Linked DNA regions of Mus musculus: region 2 is linked to region 1. The links are chromatin contacts, called in public Hi-C maps. All regions are on one chromosome and are shown on one strand. Each heading gives the region's core, a stretch centred on a gene start, on an enhancer-like site or on the middle of the called end of the contact. The rest is flanking DNA. Distances are from core to core; before and after follow the strand shown.

The links. Hi-C and Micro-C count contacts between places; a contact is called where the count stands out from the background.
Region 2: a Hi-C map of cerebellar granule neurons shows a contact between it and region 1, with 2.6 times the contacts expected there. The contact joins two enhancer-like sites. A contact is called at or near these places in 7 of 484 Hi-C or Micro-C datasets (the N1E-115 cell line, brain, cerebellar granule neurons and 3 more) and 4 of 115 datasets of contacts at active chromatin or transcription factors (embryonic stem cells, oligodendrocyte precursor cells and stem cell-derived neural progenitor cells).

What each region holds. Positions count from the first base shown.
Region 1 is chr5:27,124,735-27,127,644 of GRCm38.p6, forward strand. All of the region lies in intron 1 of Dpp6 (dipeptidylpeptidase 6), which reads left to right. Among named protein-coding and RNA genes, the nearest start is that of Dpp6, 77 kb to the left of the region's middle. Within about 2 kb of position 1,442, at least 7 of the 459 cell types and tissues checked have an H3K27ac peak or open chromatin away from gene starts, as enhancers often do. A contact at or near this core is called in cerebellar granule neurons and cerebellum, where this site is marked.
Region 2 is chr5:27,416,106-27,419,015 of GRCm38.p6, forward strand. All of the region lies in intron 3 of Dpp6 (dipeptidylpeptidase 6), which reads left to right. Among named protein-coding and RNA genes, the nearest start is that of Gm52769, 83 kb to the right of the region's middle. Within about 2 kb of position 1,451, at least 8 of the 459 cell types and tissues checked have an H3K27ac peak or open chromatin away from gene starts, as enhancers often do. A contact at or near this core is called in cerebellar granule neurons and cerebellum, where this site is marked.

The DNA.
Region 1 (2,910 bases), core at 192-2,691:
ATAGTGCCAATCCTTTTTTGGGACATCTCCCTAAATACCATTGGCCCCTGTCCTAGTGCTTACAGGGAGCCCCGCATTCTCCCTCTCTGACACTTACTAATGAGATCATTATGTCATGGCATTTGTTGTCTCCATACTAGATGGTAAAGCTACGCTAGCTTCTTTTCGGTGCCTCCAGGATCAGGTTTCACTGGGCTTCCCCAACTAAATGGGTATATAAGACTCAGATAAATTACATAGTTTACAGATCAGGCTCTTCTCTCTAGAAGATGTAATTAAATTTTAAGATGCAAATGGGATGCTTTTCGCATGGATTTGTTATAAGAGAATTCTACCTAAACACAGTTTATGATTTCTCGAAAGTCTGACATGCTGTTGAAGCTAATGACACTAGTGCATACTACAGAGCTTCAGAAAGGTGGGCAGGCCATGAGGAGGAGAGAGCAGTTTTCTTGTGTTCTGACAGCAGGCACACTCATACACATTGCTCAAGAGTTTCCTAAAATGATTCAAAATGCTCCCACAAGCCCTTGGATATAGCACCTCTTCCTTGAGACTGGGACACCTTGAGCCTAACACTTAGCTTTCAAAAGCTTGTTCATATTTCCTCAAAGACAGCTTCCTGCAGAAAGTATTTTTTTAAAGCAGTAAAATGTTAACACTGGAACCACGAGACCTTGTGAAAAGGCATCTCTATCAGACTAATAATTTAAGCTGAAGGCTCTGGAAAACATTAGAAAATAAATGCGCTTAGCCACAGATTTTGAACAGTGGCTGCAAAATTAGGTTATTCTTGCTCGTGAATTAAATCTATAATAATTTACCCCCTAGAATATCCTACATAGTCCACCTGCATCACTGTGTGGAAATGCCTATGGAGCCTCTCCCTACCCTCCTGCCTAGACCTTCAGAGATTCTTGCAACTGCCTAAATTGTCTGCAAGCAAAATGAGCAGAAAACTATTGTCATGCCTCTGATGACCTTCTCTTGGGTCTTCTTTTATGCTGCCCTCAAGGGTTCTGCCTCTGGCCTGTCCATTTTGAAGTGACCTCTCCCTGTCTCCCTACATAATTCTTTCACATATGAAGTTCCTGCAGAAAAATCAGGATAAATGTATCCCTACCTCAACTCTTCTTACATGCCTTCCTCTCTCAAATATAATTAGACTATCAATGTCTATTGCTCCAGCATTACAGTAAATGCAGAGGCAGAGAAATAGAAATGCTTGGGTGATGAGGGAACCTGGTGCTGCAAGCCCGGTTACTGATTTCTACATACATCCTACCCACCTAGGTGGGAAAACAAATGTAATTTCTGTGAAATACTGAAATCTGCAAAGGATAAGGTTACATGGCAAAACACACATACTACCCCGTAGCGGGAGCAGGCTGCTATGAGTTTTTCTGCCAAAAGTTTGTGCTGTGTCTGACACTGAAGAGCGATGCTGAGGAAGGAGAGGCAGCAGGAGACATGAGTGGGTGGAATGTCATTACCCGAGTTGGAACAGACCCAAGCTCCTTGGATTAAAACACATCTTGCCTGTGTGAGGAGAATGATCAGAACTACCAGTTGCCATGACCTGACCTCTCCTCTCATCCATTCACAGGCACTAAGCCAGGTGCATCACATGTAGTAGCATCAGTGACTTAAATCTAAAATGACTGTAGCACTCTGCAGAGATGGTTCAGTGGTTAAAGTACATGTTTCACAATCTTGAACTCAGAATCCTAGAATGAATGTAGAAACCCAGTTAGCTATGATGGCCTGCCTATAACTTTGATATCCTGATATAATTGATCTACAGTGTAAGCTGGCTGGTCAGAGGCCCTATCTCAATATATAAGAAGTTAACAATCACTCCTGGCCTCCACACATGCAAACCCACGTGTTCACATGGTCAAGAACATGAGGTCTCTCTCTCTCTCTCTCTCTCTCTCTCTCTCTCTCTCACACACACACACACACACACACACACACACACACACACACAGAGGGAGAGAGGGAAAGAGGAAGGGAGGGAGGAAAGGGGGGAGGGAGGGGAGGCAACGATGGAGGAAACGGAGGGAGGAAGGGAGGGGAGGCAGCGAGGGAGCGAGGGAGGTTGGTTGTGCTCTGCATTGGCCACCATGGCTTCTCTGTATACTATAAGAATACACTGGGACTTGTGTTGCCCCAGCAGTCAGAGCATGCTCATTCTCTAAGCACAGGGACATATTGGCAACCTGGTTTCTGCTTTCAATAGGCTCTTGTTTGCTTTTTTTTAAGAGATAATATTACTATTATTTTAATTATATGTGCATATGTGTGCACATGCGGGGGGGGGGGGGCACGGAGATCAGTGAAGTGCATCAGATCACCCTGGAGTTCAAGGTATAGGTGATTTTGTGAGCTGCCCAGTGTGGTGTTAGGAACAGGACTTAGTTCCTCTGCAAGAGCATACTTAGTCTCATCTCCAGCACCACCACCAGTAGGCTCTTTTTTTAAATTCGTGCCTTTTTACAAGCAAGGTTTTTTTTTTTATGAACAGAAATTATGTGGACTTCACTGCTTTGTTTACCGTCTCAGAAGTTCATTAAAGGCTTACTCACACACCAATCAAGCCTCTTTTTTAATGGGACCCATCCAAGATGTTTCATGCATATGATGCCAATAAACTTCTCTAGGAGGCACGAGACCTATTTATGTAAAGTAGACACTTAATTCAACTGAATGGAAATAGCAAGCAGGCAAAGCCCTACTGAGACACTTTCCAGGGTGAAGGCAGTGTTTAGAAAAGCCCCAGATGCTGAAAACTGAGGAAAGATAGGATTGGACAGGTCACTTGGAAACAGATTTGGGCAATAACTAATTCTACCAGGGGCAGCTCACCCAGAAAGATTTCTGAATTGTTTTCCTATCAACTAGACAGAA
Region 2 (2,910 bases), core at 201-2,700, 290 kb after region 1:
CAAGGTAGAAAAGAACGCTTGACTGTGACCGTGACCTTTGACCTCTACAGGTATTTACACACATACATGCAGATCCACATGCTCACATGTATGGGATGACTGCACATATGACATATATGAATGGAAACACACAGAACAGGTATTACTTTGAAATGAAAAGAATGAGCATCTGGGGGTGGGGAGTTGTGGTTCAGCTTCTGGTAGGTGCAAAGAACACAGTTAAAAATGTTAATCTCCCTGGAATTTTGTACTAGAAATTACAAAATAGAATCTAGTCTCCTAGTTTGATATTCGTTAAAGGGCAGTTTGTCCCCCATTGATTTTTAAGCCTTATGTCTCAATTCTTTTCTACAGAAAAGCTTCTCACTAAGATTCACATAGAGAGGGGTTAGAGAGATGGCTTAACAGTTAAGCGCACAGCTGCTCTTCTCAAGGACCTGGGTTCGACTCCTACCTCACATCTATCATGACTCCTGTCCTAGGAAAGCAGACTCCCTCCTGATGTGCCGGTGTCCGTGGGGAAGACGGGGTTTTAGACCCAATGTGCTTCACTTAAGAACAAATAATAAAATATCATTTTGGCTGAATTTTATCTGCTTCCCAAGTCCCCTTGTTCAGTCTCTCAGTACCCTTTTAGGCCCAGAGCATTTTATGAACTAATGCCCTCTAGTGGCTAAGGATGCACTTAGCAAGGGCAACATTTTAGTCTGGCTGGAGAATTGACTGTAAGGTCAGCACTTAAAAGCTCTATGGCCTCACTGAAGATGTTTGTGTTGTATGTGTTGGGCAAATAGTCATGAAGAGAGATACTATCCAGCTTGTCAACGGGGCATGTAATTTCTTGATCACTGGCTTATTAATTCACTTATTAATATATAACGTTGCCCTGGGTATAAGTTTAGCTGCCTGTCATTTATAATAATGTTAATGATGTGACATACTATCATTTGCACAAGAACTCTGCCTTCTGCCAAAGCTGAAGGCTCTGATAATTATCTTTTGAGATGCAGTTAGGTGTGATGGAGGAGTGCAGGAAAGGTTAAGTCAGGTGACCCACAGACAGGACCTAATTTTGCAGGGAAAAAAAAAATCACACTTGTCTCACTTTTTTTTTTTTTTTTTTTTTGTCCCACAGATCATTACAGCCCCAAAGCTCAGGATCATATTTCTCAAAATGTGAATTAAACAATCCCTCTCAAATTAGCCCTCCTTAACTAAAAATAAGGAATCAGGTGGGTTTGATAGTTTAAAGGACAGAAGGAGAGTGAATGGACAGAAGGCTTCCCCCTACTCTGCTCACGTTGCTGTGGAACCCATTAAAATGAGATCATTTGCAGCTTGAAGTTTGCTGTTTTAAATCCTCCATATGTGTTGCAGAGCCCACAGGTTGGTCCGTGCAGTCAAAGTGAGAGAATGCAAAAGCAAGTTCTTTATGTGGTTAAAAACAGGCATTGAGAACAGTCCCAGATTGCCATCAGAGAACTAGGACTGTCAGGCATGGCACTCGTCACTATGTCAGTGCAAGCTGACTCTCGTGCTCACATCGCCATCTGCCCTGACATGGACGCCCAGGGCTGGAAGGCACTCTCACTACCTTCACGGTCCTCTCACTCAGTCTTTGCAGGATAGATCTGTGACCTCCCATACAAGTAAATGTTTCTTTTTAGAATTGATGTATATCACAGAAAAGCCATGGAGAGCACAGCGCTCCCTTATGCCAGCGCCCAGCTTCTCTGATGTTGCCTTCTGCATCAGCATGATGCACTTACCACAGTTAACAAATGGGACTAACTAAAATGTAATCTTTTTTCACATTTCCTTAACCTTTAGCTATTATGTTCCAACACACACACACACACACACACACAGACACAGACACACACAGACACACACACACACACACACACACACACACACACACAGACACAGACACACACAGACACACAGACACACACACACACACACAGACACAGACACACACAGACACACACACACACACACACACACACACACACACACAGACACAGACACACACAGACACACACACACACACACACACACACAGACACAGACACACACAGACACACACACACACACACACACACACACACAGACACAGACACACACAGACACACACACACACACACACACACACACACACACACACACACACACAGGAATCCCATCCACAGTATCCAGATGCCTTTAATCCCCATGTCTCCCTAAGGTCTTCTTTCTGTGATATCTTCTCAGACATTCTTAATATTATATATTATCCAGGTTGATTGCCTCTCTTAAACCCCCATTGCATTGTTGAAATAAGTCTCACTTAGCTATGGTATATAATTGTCTTTAGGTTCTTGGGCTTGGTGTATTGTTATGGAAGCATTGTGGCTACATTCCTAAGCAGATAACTGTCTGCAGTTTTCCTTTGATCTGGTATTTCTTGCTGGAACAGGCTTTATAAAATATTCTTAGTTTGTACTTGGAAGTATGTTAGTTTATTTGAAGGCTTAGCTGGCTGGCTACACCACTGTTGGTTGATAGTCTTCCCATAGTGTTCTGGGTCCCATCCCACTGCCCTAGGAACACCACAGCTAATGATTCAGAATCTGCTGCTAACCCTATTGACACTTCAGTAAACAAGATGGGTCACCTTCCCCTCACTGCCAACAGAATTCACACTTTGTCTTTTGACAGTTTGCTCACAAGATTTCTAGGTGTCTTGGTTTGGGTTTCATTGCTGCAAAGAATTGGTTTTTCCTTTTTAAGGTATTTTTTAGTAAGGTCTTATTACTTCAGCTATTGCCACCACTTCAGTAATTCCTGTGTTAAACAATTGTCACTGGTTATTTCCAAGGACTTCCCCAAGGAAAAGGCCATTTGCAGTGAGCCTGGGCTGAGTCAGCT